3 separate regions of the Sus scrofa genome follow, and regions 1 and 3 are each linked to region 2. A link is a contact called in public promoter capture Hi-C data. All regions are on one chromosome and are shown on one strand. The core of a region is the stretch at or near the end of the contact, and the rest is flanking DNA. Distances in the headings are between cores, read along the strand shown. Region 1 holds the start of DARS (aspartate--tRNA ligase, cytoplasmic). Region 2 holds the start of UBXN4 (UBX domain-containing protein 4). Region 3 holds the start of MCM6 (DNA replication licensing factor MCM6).

Region 1 (2,999 bases), core at 285-2,784, 400 kb before region 2:
AGGTACAGTGGTTAAAGACATGGATTCTGAAACCACACTATCTGACTTGAAATACATCATTTAATGGCTCTAAGACCATGGGCAAGTTACTCTCTGCCTCAATTTCCCCATATGCAAAAAGATTACAATATTACCTCTCTGGTATAAGAATTAAATGAGTTAGTGTATGTGAAACATACATCTGTAGCCCAGACCTCAGAAAGGCAAAGGTTACCTGGACATTCTCCCCTTGAATGTAATTGAGCCATGATCTTTCTCTTCCTAACCCGCTCTGCCTTGAATATTCTTTAGGCCCCATTTCACCTGGCTGACTCTTCTAGAATTTAGCTGAAGTATCACTTCCTCAGCGAAGTCTGAGGTAAATGCCCTCAAAAAAACTTGCATAGTACTTGGTACCTCTACTTCATACCTGCAATGAGAAGGTAAGCTGAGGGCAGGGACTATGTGTCTCCTCACTATTGTACCCCGGGATCTGAACGTGGTAGCCTCTAGAGCCCTTTCATTTGCATTGGGGTCTATCTGCACTCCTGAACAAGTAAAACTCTGCCACTTTGTCACAGGCTAAGACTAGTAAGGTAGTTAAAACTTGACGGAGTGCAAAGACGGCTAGCAGAGGAGACGGCATTTAACTACGCCCCCAAATTACTTTCAATTGCAATAAGCGGCTTATGAATGACAATTAAAAAAAAAAGCCGAACTATATAGAGATTCATTCATTGGACAAGCAACACTATGCATTGCCTCTAACGATGCAACAGGTCCAGGCAATCAGGCAGTTATGTAGGATTTTTGCCATTGTGCTTAAGCTTCACTTTTTTTTTTTTTTTTTTTTTGTCTTTTTGCCATTTCTTGGGCCGCTCCCACCGCACATGGAGGTTCCCAGGTTAGGGGTCAAATTGGAGCTGCAGCCACCGGCCTACGCCAGAGCCACAGCAACGCAGGATCCGAGCCGCGTCTGTGACCTACACCACAGCTCACGGCAATGCCGGATCCTTAACCCAATGAGCAAGGACAGGGATCGAACCTGCAACCTCATGGTTCCTAGTCAGATTCGTTAACCACTGGGCCACGATGGGAACTCCAGTTTCACTTTTAACTTGGGTACCAGTACCCAATCCTACCTTAGCAAGCCAACTGCCTATAACCCAGTACACAGAGCAGCTTTTTGAGAAGAGGTCTCCCATGAGTCCAGGCACCTATACTCCCGCTGGACAGTGTTGGAGGCGGATAAGTCCATGAGAGGAAAAGTCGTATCTCGAGTTGGGTGGATGTTTTGGTGAACAGTCTGCAGTTAAAGCCAAGAAGAGTAAGTAGGGCAGAAAAGACGACACAGTAAAGGCTGTAGTTGGGATAGGCCTGAAAAGCGAAAAGACTCAAGTTTGTGCCAACTAAGGCTTTGAGACTCCTCTACTCAAGAATCATTCCCGCGAGACTATAACGAATTCCCGGGGATTCCCAACACCCATAAGGGCGGGGCAAGAAGACGACACTGGAGCGCGCTATCAGCCTCCCAGCGCTCCAAGATCTCGAGAGAGTTGCAGTTCTCGCGATCTTTCCGCAGCCGACCCTCCACGCGGAGTACGAACGTGTGTGCTGTGACTGGAGTGCAGGGAGGGCGGAGACTGCGGGAGGGAGAAGCCCCTTTGGCCTGCCCTACGGAAGCCTGCGAGGGAGGGTGGTGATCGCTTCCCTGTCCAGTTGTCCATTTGTCCAGATGCCCAGCGCCAGCGCCAGCCGCAAGAGTCAGGAGAAGCCGCGGGACATCATGGACGCGGCGGAAGTGGGTTTTCTTTCCCGGGCCTGGGAGCGCAGGACCCCCCCCCCGCCCCGGGCGGGACCGCGCGGAGGGAGGGAGTAGGGATAGCGGGGCTTTGACTTCTGGATCCCTATCGGCACTTTGACTACAGGCCGCATGCCTGAGGTTCGCGCTCTTAGAACGCTCACCGGGCCTCCAAGGTCCTTGTCTGAGCAACGTGGCCAGAGGCACTACGGATCGCATTTCTCACTGCGGCGCCTAGGAGGCCTGGCCTAGGAGAAGCGTGTCGCTGGGCTGGGGTGGACTTAAAGTACCAAGTGCCCCGGAAGTAGGAGCGGCGAGGTCACTTAAACCTCCCTGGGTTAGGCACGTCCTTCACGTAATCCGTCTCTTTCCCCGGAAAATTTTAATGTCCACTGATAATCGATTTTCGCACAGCTCGTGTGTTCCTAATGTGTTTCAAGTTATGACAGTACTTAGTAAAACGATCTGCCAAAATGTTTAATGGCCGTTTTCCATGCGACAGCCTTAGAGAACACTTGTCATTTTTAAAATTTCCTTTTTTTCTCTTAAGTAACCCATGAAATAGGTAGGGAAGTTTGCAGAGAATGCATTTGAGATGAAGTGCCCCCAAAATCATCTGTGGTCCTTCAGTGCTATCTGGAAATGAAAGTTTTGAAACCTACAAGTTAATGCGTGCTGTTGGTAAAACCGAGATCCCTATCTGGCTCCTAATTTTTCTGTTGAGGAAATATGAATTTATCGTAAACTACCTAAGGAATAGGTTATCTTAAGACTGTTAGATGGAATAAGGTTTGCTGAAGTATGAACGGTATTAATAAGTGACCTCTTATTTTCTTTTCACATGCTGTAACTTATTTATGCTGCGGTCTTGCTACATTGTATGACTATCTTTTTATTAGGACTGAATATCTTTAAGGTGTATTTTTTGTTATTTGCCAAAAACAAACAAAAAAACTTTAGTAAGCACCTTAATACATTGTTTGGTTTGTTTTAGTATAAACACAAAATCTTACATCCTTCAGGTCTAATGAAGATGAGAATTCCAGCAGACAGCTATAGTGGCAGAAACTGTTTCATCCACATCTTAAGTTACCTTCTAAAATTTAAGGAATCTACTTTTGTGTATTCTGGACCTGATTGTCTATATAAACTAGCAGTGCACTTTTGCAGATAGTGTAAGTCTAGTTATGAGGTAGCCATTGTGACAGAGTTATGTCAT
Region 2 (3,014 bases), core at 153-2,652:
AGCAGAATTTAAAACAATCTGAAATTCCAACTTTAATGTTAAGTGAAACTCACGTTTCAGCAACTTCGTCTTCACTGTAGTGCATAAAGCTATAGGGCTATTATCTATTTTCCCAAGTCATGAGTTAATAATGACCAAACTGCTATTAAACACAAATAGTTGAAATAATACACCTCGAATTAACGGTAGTCACAAACACTGACTTGGTTTACATAATGAGGATCAACAAAACCACAGAAGCATCTGTTTACTGAAAAATAGAAGATTTCAGTAATAAATCCCAGAGCAACTTAGGATAAATGAGTCAGTACACCTGAAACTGCAGCTATGAAACTAGGAAGACAACAAAGATAGCCAAAGCCTCTGTATCTACTTCTTCTAAACAAATGGTTAAAATAAGAAAAAGATTAGATTCTCCACCCCACCCCCCATAACATTGTTTAAAAAGTCAAACCTATAGAGACCTGAAAAGTTTGCGTCTCAGGAACGTGACATCAGGTGGTTTCTCTTTGTGGATTACCTATGACACAGCTTTCTTCCTGGCAGTCCACAACTAGTTACAAACTGCCTGCCTGGCTAATGGCCTGTCTCTCCCCGCACCTCAACACTAATGACAGCGGCTTTAAAGTTTCCCGAAGCGGGTCCTCGGAGACAGAAATCTCCAACGGGGGCGGTGGGGGTCTGTGAGCAACAACTCCGCAGGCGGCCCGGAGTAAGGCTCGGCGGGGAGCTGCGGGGCAGGGCGGGCGAGGGCCTGCTCCGCTCTTCCCCTCGCCCCGCACAGAGAGGTGACGGCGGGGCTAGGCGCGCTCTCCGGACAAGGCCGGGAGAAGCCGGTGGTGGGGGCAAAGCCCGGTGAGCTCCAAACGGACGGGGGAGGCGCTGAGAAGCCAGTCAGCACCGACAGGCCGGGCCCCTCAGCACGAGGACGAAAGGCAGGGGGCTTCTGGGGTTGGACGTAGGCCGGGGCGGGGTGGGGAATGACCCGGCCACATCTCGGGCCCTCGCCTCTTTCACCTGCCACGAACACCACGAAGACCGCGCCGCTCCTCTTGGCTGATGCGATGGCGGCCGGAATGGCGCCCTGAAACCACAGCATCGTTGCCCTCGGGCCCTATCGCTCGTTTGGTGTGTTGTCGCCGCGGTCCCGGAGCTGACCCCGCCCTCTCCGTCCTCGGGCCCCGCGGCCTCCGCAGCCGCAGCTGGTCCGCCCCCCGCCTCCGGCCCCGCACAGGCGCGCAAGCCGGTCAGAGGCCCTCTGGGACGCGCGCAAGCGCGCAGACGAGGAGCGCCCCGCGACACGTGACACCACACGTCGCCGTCGTCTAGGCACCCCGGTGACTTGTCTTGTTGGCAAGTCGGTGGGTGCGCTATCCTACAAGGCCGCAGGCCCGGCAGTCCCGGAAGTGGACGGAGGTAGTAGGAAGGATGACTAGTAGCTAAGGCGCGTCGGCGGCGCCTTCCTAAGGCATGATGGGAATTGTAGGCTTCTTAGGCTAGGTCCCTTTAACTCTGTGGAAAATATAACTGGTTTCTCGCGCACCGCTAAAGGGGCGGTAGTGAGTCACTTCACAATCTATAAAGAGGAGAAGTAGTGCTTCTCGCCGAGAGATGCCATTCTTGGCTTTATTGAGACCTTGAAAGTGGAGGAAATCGTCCCCGCCCTGAGTGGAACCCTGCCTTTGGGACGATGTAATTCTGTATTACTATTAGTGACCATTGTGAGATAGCGTGGGTGTCTCTGGGTAAGGGACTAAGTGGGCTTTGTGGGGATTCACGACAAGGCTTTGATTTCTTTTGATCTTAATTTATCAGCTCAACCTTGAAGAAAAGAACCTTTTGTAATACCATACAGAGTGTGGTACAGGGGAGGTATTGGTTCGATGCAGACCTTGAGTAATTTCCTAGTCATTGGTTAGAGATCGTTTCAAACCTCATAACACTTAGCTATGCTGTTGCCACAGTTGCTTTCTACAGTAAGTTGAAGCCAGAGAATAGATAATGATTTATTTTCCAGCTACTTTTCATTGTACTACAAAAGAAGAATTTTGTTTATGACAATATGTGATAATGTATTATAATCAAGATATGGCACTTTCTGGTAGGTTGTCATTAAAATGAAAACCGATCCATATTTAATACTTTCATGAAAGTATATGGTCTCTAATAACTATTGGCTAAAGGCATGTATGGTTTATTTACAGTTGCATACGCTCTTATATTGTACATTCTACATGACTTAAATTTCTTCTCCAGCAGTACAACCATTTGACAATCTTTGCAGGGCTAAGGAGGGGCTACATCCGAAAATACCCATTTTCTACAAATATTTAACCTAAAAATAGCTAACATTCCAATTTTTATTTACTTTTTTCCAACCAGGCCTCACATATAGTGTTATTATAAACAAACATAATGCTGATTATAGACAGTAATCTTACAGATAGTTGCTGCTTATATAGGACACTGTTGCTCAGGAAGAGTTAGAGTTGATCTTTAACATCAACTTTAAATGGATTCCTTAAAATTCGATTAATGTATATACCCTTGCAGTGGAACGATTAATTATTCCTAGTGTTAGAATTAAATATTAGGAGAGTTCCTGCTGTGGCTCAGCAGTAACAAACCTGACTAGTATCCATGAGGGTGTGGATTTGATCCCTGGGGCTCACTCAGTGAGTTAAGGATCCCATGTTGTCTTGAGCTGTGATGTAGGTCCCAGACATGGCTCGGATCCCATGTTGCTGTGGCTGTGGTGTAGGCCAGCAGCTACAGCTCTGATTCAACTCCTAGCCTGGAAACTTCCATATGCTATGGGTGGGGCCCTAAAAAGACAAAAAAAAAAAAAAAAAAAAAAAAAAAAAAGAGAGAGAGAGAAGAATCATTCATAGCCTTTCACTTATTCATCAATTATGTATTGCTTACCTGCTATGAACTAGGCCCTGTACCTGGCATTGATAAGGAGATGAGGCAAGCAGATGGAGGCCATGTCTTTGTGACTGCATAGTCTAAAA
Region 3 (3,110 bases), core at 544-3,043, 280 kb before region 2:
GCCATAGCTGCTGGCCTACGCCAAAGCCACAGCAACTCGGGATCCAAGCCGTGTCTGCAACCTACACCACAGCTCACGGCAACGCCGGATCCCCAACTCACTGAGCAAGGCCAGGGATCGAACCTGCAACCTCACGGTTCCTAGTCGGATTCGTTAACCACTGTGCCACAACAGGAACTCCAAGGAAGCCTTTCTAAGGAGAGCAGGCTCAGGCCCACATACACATGGAGGCATGAACTCTGTGGAATATAACACAGAGATGTTTCATAACTCATTCTCCTCTTCTATGGAAGGTACCTCCACAACCCTTGCTTGGAGACCTCATCCACTAATCTGGTTCAGAGATGCATATTTGAAGGGAGAAAGGAGGCCCAATGAGGTGTGGAAGGCTGAGAAGAGCAAGTCCCAAATTACTCAGCAGGCATGGCTGCAAGTCAGTATGAAACTCTGCCTTCTTTTTTTTTTTTTTTTTTGTCTTTTTTTGCTATTTCTTGGGCCGCTCTCGTGGCATATGGAGTTTCCCAGGCTAGGGGTCTAATGGGAGCTACAGCTGCCAGCCTACACCAGAGCCACAGCAACACGGGATCCGGGCCAAGTCTGCGACCTACACCACAGCTCACAGCAATGCCGGGTCCTTAACCCACTGAGCGAGGCCAGGGATTGAACCTTTATCCTCATGGTTCCTAATGGGATTCATTTCTTTTGCACCACAACGTGAACTCCTGTTTTTTTTTTTTTTGTTTTGGTTGTGCCTGAGGCATGCGGAAGTTCCTGGTAAGGGATCAAACCTAAGCCACATTGGTGACAATGCTGAATGAACCCTTAACCACTAGGCCACCAGGAAACTCCTGTGAATAGTGTGTTTGTGTATATGTGTGTGTGTTAAAAGAATTAGCATAGCTTCTGTCACCCTGTTTGGCATTTAAAAAAATAATTTCTTTTAAATGTGCTTTCAAGTCTAAAAAATGGAATAGGTCCAGGTTTCTCTTAATCTCTTGGAGGCCCAGGAAAGAGAACTGGTTGGTGGTACACATTCAGAAGCCATCAGCATCCAGACTTTAGTGAATTGAAAGCATGGAAATTAAGGGGTTGCTTAAGAAAGCTCCTTTATGGGAAAGGAGGGCTCTGGGACCATAACATTTAATGGATTCCCTAAATAGCTGCCTGCAGAGGGTAACCAGGAATGGCTGAAAGAGATAAGAGAAAATCAAATGAAATGAGGTCGGGGAAATATGGCCAAAGAGGGGGGTAAGTAAAATCAGGAGGACGCAAGTCTACAGTGCATTTGAGAGAGGAATTAACCAATAATGTCAAAGATTCTATGATTTTTCCCAGTCAGCTCCAGCCACAATAACTGCCAAATCCTTCCTCTCCCCTCCCCGCGCCAGTACTGCTTATTCGTCTCTTTTAACTCTTCCACGAGGTTTTATCCGGTGGTTTACGGTTTATTTCCTCCAGTTAGACTCAAGCAGGAGGTCTCAAGCAGGACTGAATCTTCATTTTCCTTTTCCTTAAGGTCTTACGCCTTCTGCTCAATTGCTCTCAGTGAGATGATCTGAACATTTGAAAAACCACTGGAACAAACAACCTATCTCTAAACCGGCTCCTAGCAGCCAAACTGCGCAGGCGCAAAGGCAGACTTCCCAGCTTACTCAGGTCTTTGCATTTGGCGCGAAATCTCTGCTACATGGGCGGGGCAAAGGGAAGAGCCGCGCTCATTGGGCAGGCTTGGCGCGAAATCTCTGAGCTCCTGCGCCACGATTGGCTCCGACCTTTCCAGTGGGGGACGAGGGGGCGGGGCGGAGGCGGCGCGCGCAAAGCGGCATCGTCTAGGGAGAAGCTACTCTTGGCGATCGAGCGTGGCGCCGGCGGCTCCTCAGCGCTCGGCAGCCATGGACCTCGCGGCGGCAGCGGAACCGAGCGCCGGCAGCCAGCACTTAGAAGTCCGCGACGAGGTGGCCGAAAAGTGCCAGAAATTGTTCCTAGATTTCTTGGAGGAGTAAGTCGGCGAGCGCCCCTTCCTCGCGGACCTTCACCTCAGGCTCCTCCCGGCTTCCGGAGCCCGGGCGCTGTGGGGGCCGCGAGTGTTCTGGAAATGAGGGGTTGCGCGCCGGGGAGAGCGGCCCACGGGAGGCTTAGCTGGGCTGCTGGAAGGAGCCTGGGTCGGGCCGAGCAGGGCTGGTTTCCAGCGGGTGAAATGCATCTGGAGCCCTTTCTCAAACTCGAGCGGTGCGCAGTGCCCGGTACCGAGCGCGTTAGGCCCACCATTCAGTCCTCACAGACTGAAAGGCTAGTGGTTGCCTAGCCCCGGGTTCCCGGTGCGGACATTGAGGCTGGGTGGGGATGCGTAACTTACCGGTTAGGCCGCACGTCGGCTGGGTGGTGTGGGAGGCCGAAGTGTCCTCGGAATCCTAGTGGGAGCTTGGCTGGGGTCCGCCGAGGGCCTGGCAGCCCTGGAGCTTGTGCAGATCCAAGTGGCGGTGACCTGTTTGGTTGACAGATGTTCCGAGGGGCCGCCCTGCGATGCTTATGTCGTTGAACGCACCCGCCCATCTCTTCCTTTCCTTCCAATCCCTTAAGCCTCACTTTTTTTTTTTTTTTTTTCTGTTACCTTTTTTAGGCCCCAGGCATCTCAGACCCCCTCGCCCTGGCTTACAGCCACTACCATCTGCTACTTTTCTTAGTGCAGATACATCATGGCTCTCCTTGAGGATGAACCCCACTAGCTCCAGGAGAAATAGAAGCACTTTGGAATGTCTTAGAAAATTATTTTTTAAGAATCCTTTTTTTTTTTTTTTTTTTGCTTTTTAGGGCCGCACCTGTGGCATATGGAGGTTCCCAGGCTAGGGGTCGAATCGGAGCTGTAGCCACTGGCCTAGGGCACAGCAATATCAGATCAGAGCCCCTTCTGCAACCTACATCGGCAGCTCACAGCAATGCTGGATTCTTAACTTACTGAGCCAGGCCATGGATGGAACACATAACCTCATGGTTCCTAGCCAGATTCATTTCCCCTGTGCCACATGGAAACTCCAAGAATTCAGTTTTTAAATTTGATCATTTTTTGCATTGGAACTACTCATCGATGACATCCTTGGCCCGAGACTCTT

The links. Promoter capture Hi-C pulls out the DNA fragments that hold promoters and counts their contacts.
Region 1: a promoter capture Hi-C map of liver shows a contact between it and region 2, with 4 times the contacts expected there. The contact joins the promoter of DARS here to the promoter of UBXN4 in region 2. A contact is called at or near these places in 1 of 5 promoter capture datasets (liver) and 2 of 47 Hi-C or Micro-C datasets (both in liver).
Region 3: a promoter capture Hi-C map of liver shows a contact between it and region 2, with 2.8 times the contacts expected there. The contact joins the promoter of MCM6 here to the promoter of UBXN4 in region 2. A contact is called at or near these places in 1 of 5 promoter capture datasets (liver) and 1 of 2 datasets of contacts at active chromatin or transcription factors (alveolar macrophages).

The regions. Positions count from the first base shown.
Region 1 is chr15:15,808,963-15,811,961 of Sscrofa11.1, forward strand. DARS (aspartate--tRNA ligase, cytoplasmic) reads left to right here and starts at 1,535. Exons shown (of 16, transcript XM_003133266.5): 1 at 1,535-1,780. The coding sequence starts at 1,715.
Region 2 is chr15:16,205,109-16,208,122 of Sscrofa11.1, forward strand. UBXN4 (UBX domain-containing protein 4) reads right to left here and starts at 1,403. Exons shown (of 13, transcript XM_021074795.1): 1 at 465-1,403.
Region 3 is chr15:15,921,845-15,924,954 of Sscrofa11.1, forward strand. MCM6 (DNA replication licensing factor MCM6) reads left to right here and starts at 1,794. Exons shown (of 17, transcript XM_021075844.1): 1 at 1,794-1,999. The coding sequence starts at 1,893.